Linked DNA regions of Mus musculus: regions 2, 3 and 4 are each linked to region 1. Evidence: chromatin contacts called from public HiChIP or PLAC-seq and promoter capture Hi-C data. All regions are on one chromosome and are shown on one strand. Each heading gives the region's core, a stretch centred on a gene start, on an enhancer-like site or on the middle of the called end of the contact. The rest is flanking DNA. Distances are from core to core; before and after follow the strand shown. Region 1 overlaps Itfg1 (integrin alpha FG-GAP repeat containing 1). Region 2 holds the start of Lonp2 (lon peptidase 2, peroxisomal). Region 3 has its middle 19 kb from the start of Abcc12. Region 4 overlaps Abcc12 (ATP-binding cassette, sub-family C (CFTR/MRP), member 12).

The links. Promoter capture Hi-C pulls out the DNA fragments that hold promoters and counts their contacts. HiChIP or PLAC-seq counts read pairs in DNA pulled down with a chosen protein or histone mark.
Region 2: a promoter capture Hi-C map of the HPC-7 cell line shows a contact between it and region 1, with 3 times the contacts expected there. The contact joins the promoter of Lonp2 here to the enhancer-like site in region 1. A contact is called at or near these places in 11 of 39 promoter capture datasets (the 3T3-L1 cell line, 3T3-L1-derived adipocytes, the C10 cell line and 6 more) and 3 of 115 datasets of contacts at active chromatin or transcription factors (embryonic hindbrain, embryonic limb bud and embryonic stem cells).
Region 3: an H3K27ac HiChIP or PLAC-seq map of SST interneurons shows a contact between it and region 1, with 6 times the contacts expected there. The contact joins two enhancer-like sites. A contact is called at or near these places in 16 of 39 promoter capture datasets (the 3T3-L1 cell line, 3T3-L1-derived adipocytes, cranial neural crest and 11 more), 2 of 15 datasets of contacts at CTCF or cohesin (both in the NIH/3T3 cell line), 7 of 115 datasets of contacts at active chromatin or transcription factors (SST interneurons, embryonic basal ganglia, embryonic forebrain and 4 more) and 1 of 9 other capture datasets (liver).
Region 4: a contact with region 1 is called in an H3K27ac HiChIP or PLAC-seq map of SST interneurons, with 5 times the contacts expected there. The contact joins two enhancer-like sites. A contact is called at or near these places in 3 of 115 datasets of contacts at active chromatin or transcription factors (SST interneurons, astrocytes and embryonic basal ganglia).

Annotation. Positions count from the first base shown.
Region 1 is chr8:85,799,316-85,802,498 of GRCm38.p6, forward strand. All of the region lies in intron 6 of Itfg1 (integrin alpha FG-GAP repeat containing 1), which reads right to left. Among named protein-coding and RNA genes, the nearest start is that of Itfg1, 40 kb to the right of the region's middle. Within about 2 kb of position 1,441, at least 11 of the 459 cell types and tissues checked have an H3K27ac peak or open chromatin away from gene starts, as enhancers often do. A contact at or near this core is called in the HPC-7 cell line and SST interneurons, where this site is marked.
Region 2 is chr8:86,622,571-86,625,753 of GRCm38.p6, forward strand. Lonp2 (lon peptidase 2, peroxisomal) reads left to right here and starts at 1,473. Exons shown (of 15, transcript NM_025827.3): 1 at 1,473-1,846. The coding sequence starts at 1,614.
Region 3 is chr8:86,583,643-86,586,825 of GRCm38.p6, forward strand. No RefSeq gene overlaps it. Among named protein-coding and RNA genes, the nearest start is that of Abcc12, 19 kb to the left of the region's middle. Within about 2 kb of position 1,654, at least 93 of the 459 cell types and tissues checked have an H3K27ac peak or open chromatin away from gene starts, as enhancers often do. A contact at or near this core is called in SST interneurons, where this site is marked.
Region 4 is chr8:86,534,905-86,538,087 of GRCm38.p6, forward strand. Abcc12 (ATP-binding cassette, sub-family C (CFTR/MRP), member 12) reads right to left here. Exons shown (of 29, transcript NM_172912.4): 14 at 1-104. Among named protein-coding and RNA genes, the nearest start is that of Abcc12, 30 kb to the right of the region's middle. Within about 2 kb of position 1,522, at least 88 of the 459 cell types and tissues checked have an H3K27ac peak or open chromatin away from gene starts, as enhancers often do. A contact at or near this core is called in SST interneurons, where this site is marked.

The DNA of each region.
Region 1 (3,183 bases), core at 191-2,690:
AGAATTGAACTCAGGAGGACCTCTAGAAGAGCAGTCTGTGCTCTTAACCACTGAGCCATCTCCAGTCTGATGTTTTTTGGCCCATCTATGTAATGTCAAAGATAAGATCTCATTTTAAGTCTGAAAAACATTCCACTATATGTGTGCACACACCTTCTACACATACAACTTCCATAATTCACAGTATCATCTTCTATTCATAGGTTGACGAATGCCTCCAGAGAGTTCATATCCTGCCTGTTGTAACTAATATTACAACAAAATTAACAATCTTGGTATTGTGGTGGTTTGAATCAAAATGGTCCCCATAGGTCCATAGGAGTTGGAATAAGTGTAGCTTTGTTGGAAGCAGTGCATTGTCATGGGATGGGGGTTGAGATCACAGATGCTCAAAGCAGTCTCTTCTTGCTGTCTATAGATTACAATGTAGAACTTCTCCAGCAACACGCTCCTGCACGCTGCCATGCTTCCCAGTATGATGATTTATGGACTAAACTAGTGAAAATGTAAGTCAGTCCCAATTAAATGTTTTCCTTAGAAGAGTTGCTGTGGTCATGGTGTCTCTTCACAGCAATAAAATCCTAACTAAGACAGGTCCCACTGACACTACAATAATGTAAAGCCCTCTACAGCGTAACTTAGAGGACTAGATTATGCAGCATTCTATTTTTAGTTTTAAAATAAATTTCCATACAGTTTTTTTCATAATGACTATACCAATCTACATTCCCATAAACAGAGTAAATAATTTTTTCTCTATGTTTGATGATTAGTCATACTGAGTGCCTTTTCTTATACTGGCTGCCTATTCTACATTGTACTTTCATGTTATATGACCATTTATAATTCAATTAAGTTATATAAGTTTGTTATAATTTTCATATTAATCTTTTATCACAGATAGGACTTACAAATATTCTTCCAATCCACAAGCTGTTTTTCATTTATATAACCTATCATGTACCCCATTCAACTTCTGAAAACAGTACATATGGAAAAGTGTAACTTCCCCTTTCTTCAGTTTCAGTGTGGACTGAGAAGTGACTAGGAACAGTGATATGTTGAGAAGCATGACACAGAAAAAGGAAAGGAAGAGACAAGGTCTGACCTGATGTGAGAGAGTCCAAGCTGTTTCTGGAAGACTGAGCACAGACTGTGCTGCTGGCTGTTGGAATGTTCAGACAGCCCCGGCCTGAGGCACTGCCCTTCTTCAGTCACTATAGCCCTCTTCATGTATGAATCAGCTCCGGCTTCATGTATCAGCTCAGCTTCATGTATGAATCAGCTCCGGCTGAGCTGGTACAGTGCTTAGCTGTCGGTAAGCTGGCTTGGCTCACTTCAGTTAGCACTTACTTTCTGTAATGATGTAGACTTATAAAAACCTGGATGTAATTGAGGCAATCTGCTCCTAAGAAGAGAATATTGTCTTTTCTACTCTGCTCCCTGAAAATAAATGAAGCTAGCAGATAAGGCCACAAAGGCAGTAACATCCTCAAATGAATCAGATCCTTTCTGACAGCAGAAGAATTTGATCTGCTGGTAGGCATTCCATTCGAAACGATAACCACAATCCCAAAGTGTCATTTATTCTTTTTCCCGGGTACTAAATGGAGCCCTGGTGACATCAGTGAGCTAATACAACTTCAACATTCCTGTTATGTGCAGGTGCAGCTTATGAATCAGATAATGCTTCAGTGAACGCTTATCAGAGACAAACCTAGTAGTCCACATTATGCACATGGATTAGGCTCAATACAACCTAGAACGTGAAACATTTTCTATCAGCAAAGAACTAGGTAGAACTCTCATTGCAGGGCCATGTTAGAGAGCAAGGGACATTCAGACAGGCTGCAGAGAGTCAAAGAACTGCTACCAAGATACAAATAAACCAACTGATACCAACTGTTAATGGAAAATACATTCAGTGAAAATGAGGTAAAGGATGAATGAAGAAACACTCTTAGATGAAGTTTAGCCAGATGGCTCACACTATAATCCCCAGCATTTAAAACGCTGAGGCAGGAGGATAGGTACAAGTGCAGGGCCAGTTCAAGCTAGTATGAAGTGCTGTTTTAACAAACAAAAAATGTAAAGAACCCAAAACTATTAAATATGATTTCACAAACAGCAATATTTTATTTTCTTCCTTAGTAATGCTTAATGAGGAACTGGACAGACAGCTCAATGGGTAAAAGGACTCCCTACTCCTGCAGAGAACCAGGTTCAGTTCCCCATACCCACATGGCAGCTGAAAACTTGAACTCAAGTTCAAGATCTGCTACCCTTATCTGGCCTCTACACGCCCTGCACACACATGGTAAGCATACACACAAGCAGGAACAACACTCATACATCCAAAATAACAAAAACAAGGGTGCTGGAGAAATGGCTCAGTGGTTAGGAGTACTTGCTTCTCTTCCAAAGGGCCTAAGTTCAACTCCCAGTACCCACATGGGGTGGCTCACAACCACTCTATGTCCAAAGTCACAGGATCAGTCACTTTCTCCTGTCTTCCACAGGCACCAAACACATAAATAAAACATAAAAACAGAAGAATCAAAAAGAACACTTAAAATGCTGGGCTTATAGTTCAGAGGCACAGTGCTTGCCTTGGATGGAGAGGCCCTGAGTCTATGCCAGCTTTAAACAAAACAAAACAAAACAAAACAAAACAAAACAAAACAACAACAACAAAAGGAAGGAAGCCAAGTGAGTAGCCCACACTGGAAATATCAGCCCTTAGATACTCGAGGCAGGAGAATCATTAATTCGAGACCACCCTGACATATCCAGCAAGACCCTATCCCAAACTAGGCCTTATCCTCTTGAAAAAAAAAAATAATGACGAAGACAGACATAGTTTTAGAGGAAGCAGTTTCCATGAGAGAAAACTGAGAAATTGACTATTATTTTTCTGTCTATAATTCACTACAGTACACTCTCCATACCATGAAGCATATATAAATTTATAAGGTGCATTTTAAACATAACATAGCTAGCTTTGTGGTTCCCTATGGAAACTCTGTTTCAAGTCATTGGATAATTATATTTTTGTCCAACTGGGAATTCATGGGAGGGCCCCATGCTTTATCATTACTCAATAGTAGTCAGGCTGTCTTTCTCAGTAGACCAGAACATACTTATCTAAGTATGCATGCTTTTACCAGCAAATAAACAGTAAAA
Region 2 (3,183 bases), core at 223-2,722, 820 kb after region 1:
AACAGTAGACAGTAAGAATTGAAGTTGCAAGGTTTTGGTGCTCCTTCAAGAAACACACAGATTAGACCTGGGTTTTGGTATGAAGTTCCTGTTTTACTCTAAAAACAACTTTTGTGTGACAATTACATGGTTCTGCACAGCTGTTTGGGGTTCAGTCTACAAGAGGCTAGACCTCTTGGCTGCCTGCAAGGCCATATATCATCCTGGAATGACTCTTTTTCTTTGGCCATATGTGTGACTCAGTTAAGACCCTGTCCTAGGAGACCAAGAAAATAATAAAATCAAAAAATTAATTTATTAAACAAAAATAAGTCCAGACATTAGTATGCACACAAAACACTTGTTGCTTTTAGGATATGTATGCATGATAAAAATAAATAAAGTTTTTTTAAAAAATATGCCCCAAGGTTTTTAAGATGGTCATAGTTTCCTCATAAAATACCTACCATGTTCAGAGCCCTTGGTCCAATCCCAAGTACCATTTTTAAAAAGACACCAGGAATCTCAGAGTATAAGTCCTCTACTCTCCAGATAAGACTCTTAATAAAAAGGTAAGTTATTGTATATATTTTTTCTTTATATTACTCCCAAAGTCTATCTCAAGATATCTACACAATGCATACTTGATGAGTGTGTCACAACCAAGATCATCACCTACCAGTTCACCCTCCCTCTAGACCTCAGTGACTCAGACCACAACCTAGAATCTATCATCCAAATTGTGACCTTCTACAAATAATTGAATGCCCCTTTTTTAAAAGTATCTGTTTAAAATACTAATAAAATAAAGCAAAGATGGAAGCAATATCACAGACTTAAGAGATCCAGGAGATAAACAAAGTGAAAAATTAAGGACGATAGTAAAACCCACCAGCTTGGGAGAAGGTCTATGGATTAGGTAATGGTAATACTAATTTCCTGGGTTATGTGAACCATGGTTATGCAACATAATAGGGAAAACCGAGTGAGAGGTATAGGATACTTGTTAAAATATAAAATCTATTCAATAAAAAGGTTTAAAAATGTCTAGTGCACACCGTCCTTCTCAACATTCCTTCCGAATTTAAATGCAGGCACTGTTCATGCTGTCTGTGCACCAGGTTTGCTTGTCGTCTGGCATCACTGGTTCAGAGAGAAGGGCTGAGCGAAGCGACAGAAATTGGGTATCTCTGGGCTAGCGGGGAGCGGAGGTGTTTAATGTAGGGACCAGCCTGGGGATGCAGCCAGAAATTGAGGGGTTTGGGTCTAGGGGCGGAGCCAGAAGCCGCTACGCTTTAGCTTTGGGGGGGGGGGGGGGGGGAGAGTGACAGACCGGAAGGCTTAGCCGCTGCGGCCTCCGGAAGGGTTGTGGGCGGGCCCGGAAACAGCAGCACATGGCCCGGGGGCGAGTCCGAAGCGTCCGGGCAGAAGTCTGGGAGCCTGGAGAAGGGGCGGGGCCGGAAGCGGCGGCAGGCCTGGGGACCGGAGCCTGGGGAAGGGGCGGTGCCGGAAGCGGCGGCACTCAGGCCTGGGGGCGGGCCGTCGAGTGACGGCTGCGGTGCGTTCGGCGAAGGAAGTGTAGAGTTCGTACTTGGGAGTCCTCCTGACACCTCTGGTGTTGACGACCAGTGGCCATGTCCTCCGTGAGCCCCATCCAGATCCCCAGCCGCCTTCCGCTGCTGTTGACCCACGAGAGTGTGTTGCTGCCTGGCTCCACTATGCGCACAAGTGTGGACACGGCCCGCAACTTGCAGCTGGTGCGGAGCCGCTTGCTCAAGGGCACGTCGTTGCAGAGCACCATTCTAGGAGTCATCCCCAACACACCCGACCCGGCCAGCGACACGCAGGACCTGCCACCATTGCACAGGTAGGCCCGCCGGGCACTCGGAGGGAGGCCCTCCGGGACTCGCGCCCCGGCGGCCTGTGAGCGGAGTTGTGGCTCAAGTCTCCCCAGCGTGAAAAGTGGGAGGGACGCTTTTCGCCAGTGACCGTTAGTGAGCCGGATCAGTCACGGAGCAATGCCTGACACGGGTGGAAACTCTGTGCAGTTCATTTGCTGCCTGTTGCTGGTGCTTATCTGATGTGAATTCGTGTCCTACATAGCCTTCTTCACCGCCCAGCGCCCGGGCCCCTCCCCCATACCACCTTTCACCCTGTCCCCTTTCTTTCAGTCAACCTCCGGTCATGTTCTCCAGCTGAAACATTATAAATCTAGATCTATCTATCTATCTATCTATCTCTCTCTCTCTCTCTCTCTCTCTCTCTCTCTCTCTCTCTCTTTCTTTCTTTCTTTTTCCTGCTCATGCCTAAACTACGCAGTTAACTTTTGGGTGCTTTGTTTTACATGTTGTTACCTATTTTCTCTATTCCCCGACGGCCTCCCCTTCATGAAGGGCCATTCCTGTTAGCATTTTCCTTGGGGTCTCCCACTACAGTCTTCCCAGCCTCTAGGCTCACCTTTGCTCCTTCCTGGCATTTTTATCTTAGGCCCGGGGGATGTCACTGGATAGCCCTGTGTCCCGGCTCTGGTTCGTTGACTTGGGTGGTAGATTTCACCTGCGTCTGACTCTTCCCCTGTGATTTCCCATGTCTCTTAGGTGTGTCTTGAAGGTCCATCTGTGCAGACTGGTTTGCCCCATGCTTCCCTGGACTGCACAGTGATTGTGCGTATAGAGCACTTGAAGTGTGCATGCTCTAATATGAGTTTTAACACTAGAGTGCATGTGTGCCCAGAAAGGCTGTCAATTCTAGGCAGCTCAAGGCAGTTGGTCACCCTAAATGTGTCATAAATGTACAGTGCACACTATAGTTTGAGAAAACGTGAATTTCCTTTTTCTTTTTCGAGACAGGGTTTCTCTGTGTGGCCCTGGCTGTCCTGGAACTCACTCTGTAGACCAGGCTGGCCTTGAACTCAGAAATCCGCCTGCCTCTGCCTCCCAAGTGCTGGGATTAAAGGCGTGTGCCACTGCCCTGCTTAATTAATGTTACATAGAATAAATGTTACAATGTTAATATTCTGACCACTTCACCTAAAATCACCTGTGGATACTAAAATCACGAGTATGGCTTGTATTTTTATTGGACAGTACTAGTCTATAGTGTGTCTTAGCAGATGTTATCTTTAAGCTCTTTTCTCAAGTTCTTGCTCAATGTATTGATACTGAAGAGCAGGTTGGAGAGCCTCCTTCCCCTCCTTATTTTCAA
Region 3 (3,183 bases), core at 404-2,903, 780 kb after region 1:
CTGAAGACAGCTACAGTGTACTTACATATAATAAATAAATAAATAAATAAATAAATAAATATTAAAAAAATACTAAACCCAAAGATGGCTGAAGTAAAAGATTTGTCAACTGCTAGATACGCTATCCATAAAAAGGCCAGGTCCTGGACCAGTGTCTGCAAATTCCCAGTAGCAGGCTAAGCAGCCCCCTGGAAAATGTACTCCATGGAGCAGAGTTGGGGGCTGGCTTTATTTATTTATTTATTTATTTAGCCTTGGAGAAGGGAACCCTGACTGACACTCACCTCACCTCACCCAGCCCAACCCCCAGCTACAGACACAAGGGGTGGCTGACACAGAATAAGAAGCTTGGAGCAGGACATGGGTCCTTAGAGCTACATCCCCCATATTGGATGTTTGCCTGTCCCTCTGGTCCTTTCTTCTTCTGTCTTAGATCAAAGTGCAGACAAGTCTGTTCAAAGCCAGTGATGGGGTTCTGAGCCAGACACCCCTCCTGCCAGAGTGAGGATCCCTCTATCAGAATAAATGTTATTTATTTATATCAGATAAATGTTGTTATTAATCTGTTCCCATGCCGTGGGCCTCTTTGATTCTCCAGTGTATTTTCAAAACCTTTTTTTTAATGTCCAAGACACGATATGTAGAATTACAGATAACCAATTAAACTAAAAGAGTGCTATGTTAAAAACAAGGCAGGATATTATGAAACATAATCTACTGTGTTGACGCTCTAAGTAACATAATCTAGAAGGAGGTCTAATGACCACCAAGAGTCCAAAGCATCAATACACGTGAGGTTTGTGAAAACTGGGGCAACCAAATGAGATTTGAGAACGCCCATTGATGCCGCCATCCTCGTGAAGGTCGTGGATATGATGTATTTGATTACCTCCATTATGATAAAGGGAAAATGCTAAATTTCCATTAGTAAAAATAATGACATTTTTTTCTGTTCTAGCCCACAGGCACATGGACGACAGACAGGTCAGCTCTCAGACTGGTAATCTGTAAGGTTGCTTCTAACACAAATTATCTAGATGAGACAAGGGGATGTGTATAAAATGTGTTAGGACGTCAGTTTTGTTTTGTTTTGTTTTGTTTCTGGCAAGCCCCCGCTGACCTAGAACTCTGTAGACCAGGCTAGCCTCAAACTCAGAGATCTGCCTGCCTTTGCCTCCTAAGTGCTGTGAGTAAAGGCTCTTGCCACCAGCCCTATGTAAGAATTTGACAGTCTGAAGAGTTGGCACCAGAGTATCACATAGGTGGAAACTGCTTTTGTTCTGAGAACTGTCTGTTAGTCATAGTGGCCCATACATATACCCAGCCACATGAAAGGTTAGAACTGGAGCTACAAGTTCAAGGCCAGCTTGGACCACATAGTGAGTTTGAAACCAGCCACTGCAGAGTGGCTTTAATAAATTTGCTCTGAGTGATTTAGCTGCTGCTGACTTTGAAAATAATCCCAGAAATAGAGATTGATGGAAGAGATCGGGGCTGGGGAGGTAGGTGGAGTCCTGTGGATCGGTGGCAGTAGCCTCTTTCCCATCCTCTGACTCAGGGATCTGCGTTTTTCTGTCCGGATTCCGTGTAGATCACTGCAGTTTTGAGTCTACGGAGCCTTCCTGCATTACTAGGAAGAACCTGCCATCTGCTGGCCAGCTTGAGTAAAACATGAGGACCCTCCTGAAGGATGATGGCTGTTTGGGGAGGGCGTTCTGGTACAAAGGCCATTGCCACAAAATAGGTCTGGGAGGGACAGATATTTTCTATTAACAACTCTGGACTTGGAAGAAGCCGGATAGGATGGCACTTAGAAGGGCCCTTCGATTGCTCTTTGGGACTCCGAAAGTAACGAAAGGGGATAAAAGATTGAAGAAAAAAAAAAAAGTAACAGGGAAAATAGCTATTGAGAGAGAGAGAATGAGGATTTACAGTCAAAAAATACCCCACAAAAAGAAACAGGTGTCACTGGAGACGCCTCCGGGCGGAAGAAGATGAGAACATTTCCCCGCCTTCGGTGTAGACCGTGTTCTTCGGTTCTGAGATCGCATCGCCCTCAGGCAAAACTGTTCCTTCTGCACTGAACGTTCTTCCGACCCCATCCTTCTTATCTAAGTAAATGTTTGTTTGCTGCCGCTCTAGGGAATCTGCAGCAAGTCCGCTGGGCAAGCGAGCTCTATGGAAGCTCAGCTCAGCTCTTTGTCGACACCTCCTGGCACTGCTCTGGAACTGCCTGCTGACTTGTTTACTGCTTACTTCGTGTCTCCAGAGATCAAAACCCCCAGGCAGGGTATCATTTAAAGGCAGCTCTATCCTACTGTGAAAAACTATGCGAGACTATTAGCTTACTGGATTCATTTTTCTTGTGGAATTTTGAGGAACTTGGTGATCACAATTTGAAAACAAATAAAAATGCGTTGACACATTTTTTCCCCTAGAGATCTTCTGCCTAGAAGTTGAAAATCATTTCTTTTTCTATTTCAATATCTGCCAACACCCTTGAGGGGCCTGCCGGCATCCATAGCCTGCTCATAGCAAAAGCCTCGCGATTCTAGAGAGGGAACCCCTCCATTCAGTCCATGTGACTTGGAGCTGATCCTGTCCTCCCACACAGGAGTGACTGGGCCTGGCAAATCCAACTTCTAATAGCTTAACATGCTTGGTTCAGAGATGAGCATATGACTGAGCTAACCCAATGAGAAAATACCCTACTTTGAAACCTTGACTGAGAATTTCTGAACTTGGTAGGCCATGGTCCTGGAGCTTGTGGTCATTTGGTGCCGCCAGAAAGTGGAAAGTGGCCAGAAGTAAAGCCAGAGGTAAGACGGTGTCTACAAGATCAACATTCTTTCTGTACTGGCTCCAACCCAGAACTTTTACTGGACTTCCCCATTCCATTCCATGAGCCATAGCTACTGGGAAGACTTTTATAAAGAACATATTTTAGACAGTAGCTATCCCAGTGTCCAGTTAAATAGGAAGAATAAGGGAAGATGAAGGTTGGGGGTCAATTAACGTTTTGTCTCTAGGAATGTCCCTTACTCTCAGTGTACTGTGGGGAGCAGAACGCCACCCTCCCTTTCTCTTTCTCTCTCTCTCAGATGTATTTGTTTTTATTTTAGGTGTATGAATGTTTCACCTGCATGTATATCTGTTTATCACATGCATGCCCGGTGCCTGCAG
Region 4 (3,183 bases), core at 272-2,771, 740 kb after region 1:
AGCTTTGCATAGCGCCCCCTCTCTTCCATCAACTCCTTGTGGGTGCCCTTTTCACAGATCTCTCCATCTTCTAACAGAATGACCTCATCACAAGACTCCAGGAACTGCAGAGACAGTGCATCCATCCACAACAGCACTGCCTCGGTAAGAAAGAGCTCACACCAAACTCCCAGCCTGCTTTCCCAGGTGCACTGAATTACTGGGGTTTTCAATCCTGGCACTATTACCAAATAATCCCTTGTCTTCAGGGGCTGCCCTGTGCATTGTAGACTATTTCGCAGCCTCTCTGGTGTCTACCTACCAGTAGGATGTCTTTCCCTAGTTGTGATGAGCAAAATTGTCTGCAAGCACTGCCAAATGCCCCAGGGGTTGGAGCGGGGGCGGCAATTGAGAACCACTGAGCTAGTCCCCAGTCTTTTCAGTACAGAAGCTGGACTCTGGCTGCAACAATGAGGCAATCAAAACTTCCTTCGATTCTTCTCTGTGAATGAGCTACCCCACTCAGAAATCTGATTGACTATTGTGGAGGCCAAGGTTTGGAAAAGACAGAAAACATGATCCCAGTCCTGTCAGAAGCCCCACCCCACTGAGCCCGGGGAATAGAAACCGGGTCATAGGCCACACCCCCACCAGCTTTAACAGAACAATAACGATGTGAACAATAAATATCACAGGCCCTGTTTTTCTGATTCCGAGACCCTTCACATCCACACCAATCCTTGGATTAAAGAATTCTGCTGAGAGGGATGCCGTTTTATTTTGGAAGAAGAAAGGGCACTCCTCGATTGATCCACCCAACAAAGGGCAGATAGTCCCCTCCTAAAGGCAGGCAAAATGCTGTAAGAGTGGGAACAGTTTGATCTAAAGAAGAAAGCCATCACAGCAGGGCCAGAGTCCCGGATTTGCACTTCTACTCTGCTCAAGGCCAAAATCCCACTTGGCTAAACTTGATTCGAATCCTGCAAGCAAAGGCCTACCACTGATAGTTGTACACCTGATGGGGTGGGTGGTGCCCAAATGCTTCAACCAGAGCAGTTCCAGCAGCATGGATAGCTCTAGCCTCTGTCTCCCCTATCCATGACTGGAGCCCTTCCTCAGGCAGCCCAAGCAGGAACCTGGCTCCTACTGCCCAGTGGAGGGAGACACACCTTCTGCTTCTGACAGAACCTTTCCCTCAAAGACAGACTTGGACCTCAGGCATCATCCTCTGGTGTTCCACAGCCTGATCTTACATCTTATCTCCCAACCTCGGGCAGCTCTCAGCTCAAGAAAGCTGTAAGCTCGGTTAAGCCATTGATTCTTTTCACACGAGGAAAGGAAGCACACAGGGCCCACTACAATCTACAGGCTTTTCTGCCTATGTGTGGGACCACCACCCAGACTTGGGAGGGCCCCGAAAAGGTCCCTCTGGCCAGCAAGCCCTTGGCTCACTCTGGTGACACCAAGTAGCTTTGTGTAGCCGTGCTCTGCAAACACTTCGGAAGCTGAGCCCTTAGTAGATTCCAGCAGCTCGTCAGACTGCTGGCCTCGCTTTGTTTCCTCAAGTAAACAGATGAGTGGCTGTCATGGCCAGCTACTCCAAAGCATCTGAGGTCAGAGCAGCTAGGAAATGTTCTGGAAAGCCCCGGGGCTGCAGTTTGAGGCTGAGCCCTCCCCTCCCCCACAAAGAATGGGATGAAGAGTGTATCAAGATTATGGTGCCATCTGGTGGCCTTCTTCCTCTCCCAACAAGCAAAAAGTGAGCTAAAATGACCTTGGAAAGGTGTGACTGCTGGAGACTCTGGGAAAACACCAGCTTGCCTAAGATCATACTTCGGGCTAGTGAGTTTCAAAGATGGGCTGGGCATGTGGCTATGGTTTATCCTCCAAGAGGGGATAATAGAGGGACAGCTCTGTCTCACACCTGTCAGGACCAAGGCAGCATCCTCCAGGACCCAGGACTCCTCCGGAAGACAGTTCTCCCAGGGCAAGCAGATGCCACAGACTGAATAGTCACAGGCCAGGGCTATGGTAACCACGCTAAGGAATCTAGCTAGGCCACAGACCATTTCTAGGCAAAACATGGGATTCCAGACTGAATCCAGCCAGCCTTCTCCTTTCCTCAGCCCTGGCCTACAGAGGACCTAGGAGTTCTTGTCTAACTAATCTGGCTCATTATTTTATAGAGCTGTGGCTCACCTGCTAAAGAAACCAGATACTCACATGTATAAAATTTGAATGCTTAAAGCTTATTCTGGGGAGCTGTGGGGGGCTGGGTTTCCTGGGTCTTTGAGAGGCCCTCTCTCTTCAGGGTGGTCCTCCTGGCCTCAGCCAGAGGGTACCAACCTACAGGCTGCAAAGTCCTATAGCTATGGCAACCTTACTTGCTGCTTCAGCCTTCACACCTTCACCACCTCAATTTCTGATTCACTGAAAGGCAATGAGATCTGCTTCCTGCCCCCCAGACCAGGCCTACTGAACAAGAAGAAGGGGCTCTCTGCACCAGTGCCCCAACGGGTCACCTCCCAATGTCTCTGGGATGTTTTCTACTTTGAGGTATGCGTGCTCGTGCACACGCACACAAATACATACTCACGTGCAGTATATCTCCCAGACTTGGGAGATTAGAGAGAGAGAAAGAGAGAGAGAGAGAGAGAGAGAGAGAGAGAGAGAGAGAGAATGAGAGGGTAACCTTGAATTATCTTGGGTAGAGAAGGGGCCCTAGATTCCCACCAAGCATTCAGAACCTGTATGTGGGATGGATTCAACAAGGTCTGTGACCATGCAGCCAAATCCTCCAGTTCACTTAACATAAGCCCAGTCTCTTTCTCCAGCAAGATTCACCCTCCTAAGCCAGAGGGAGACTACTGTTTGAATGGGAACAGGATCTAAGAAGGCAGAAGAACCCTGAAGCGTTGCCCATTGGTCCTGGCCTCAGGAGCCTTTCCTGGGCTAGGGGAAGACTGGGGAGTCTGGGCCACTCATCACAAGAGCCATGACTTTCTGGGTGAGGAAAGAAAACAGAGCTTCCATGACCCTCAGACAAGGAACCCCCAACCTCAGGCCCATCAAGTCCCTACTGGAGAATGGGTAGAGCCTGACTTGTCCATGCCTGGCTCCCCATTTCCTTGGCACCAATGGCCCAGATCTCAGAGCCAATTGATCCTACACAATCTACCCAATGGGGGAGGAAAAGTCGTCTCC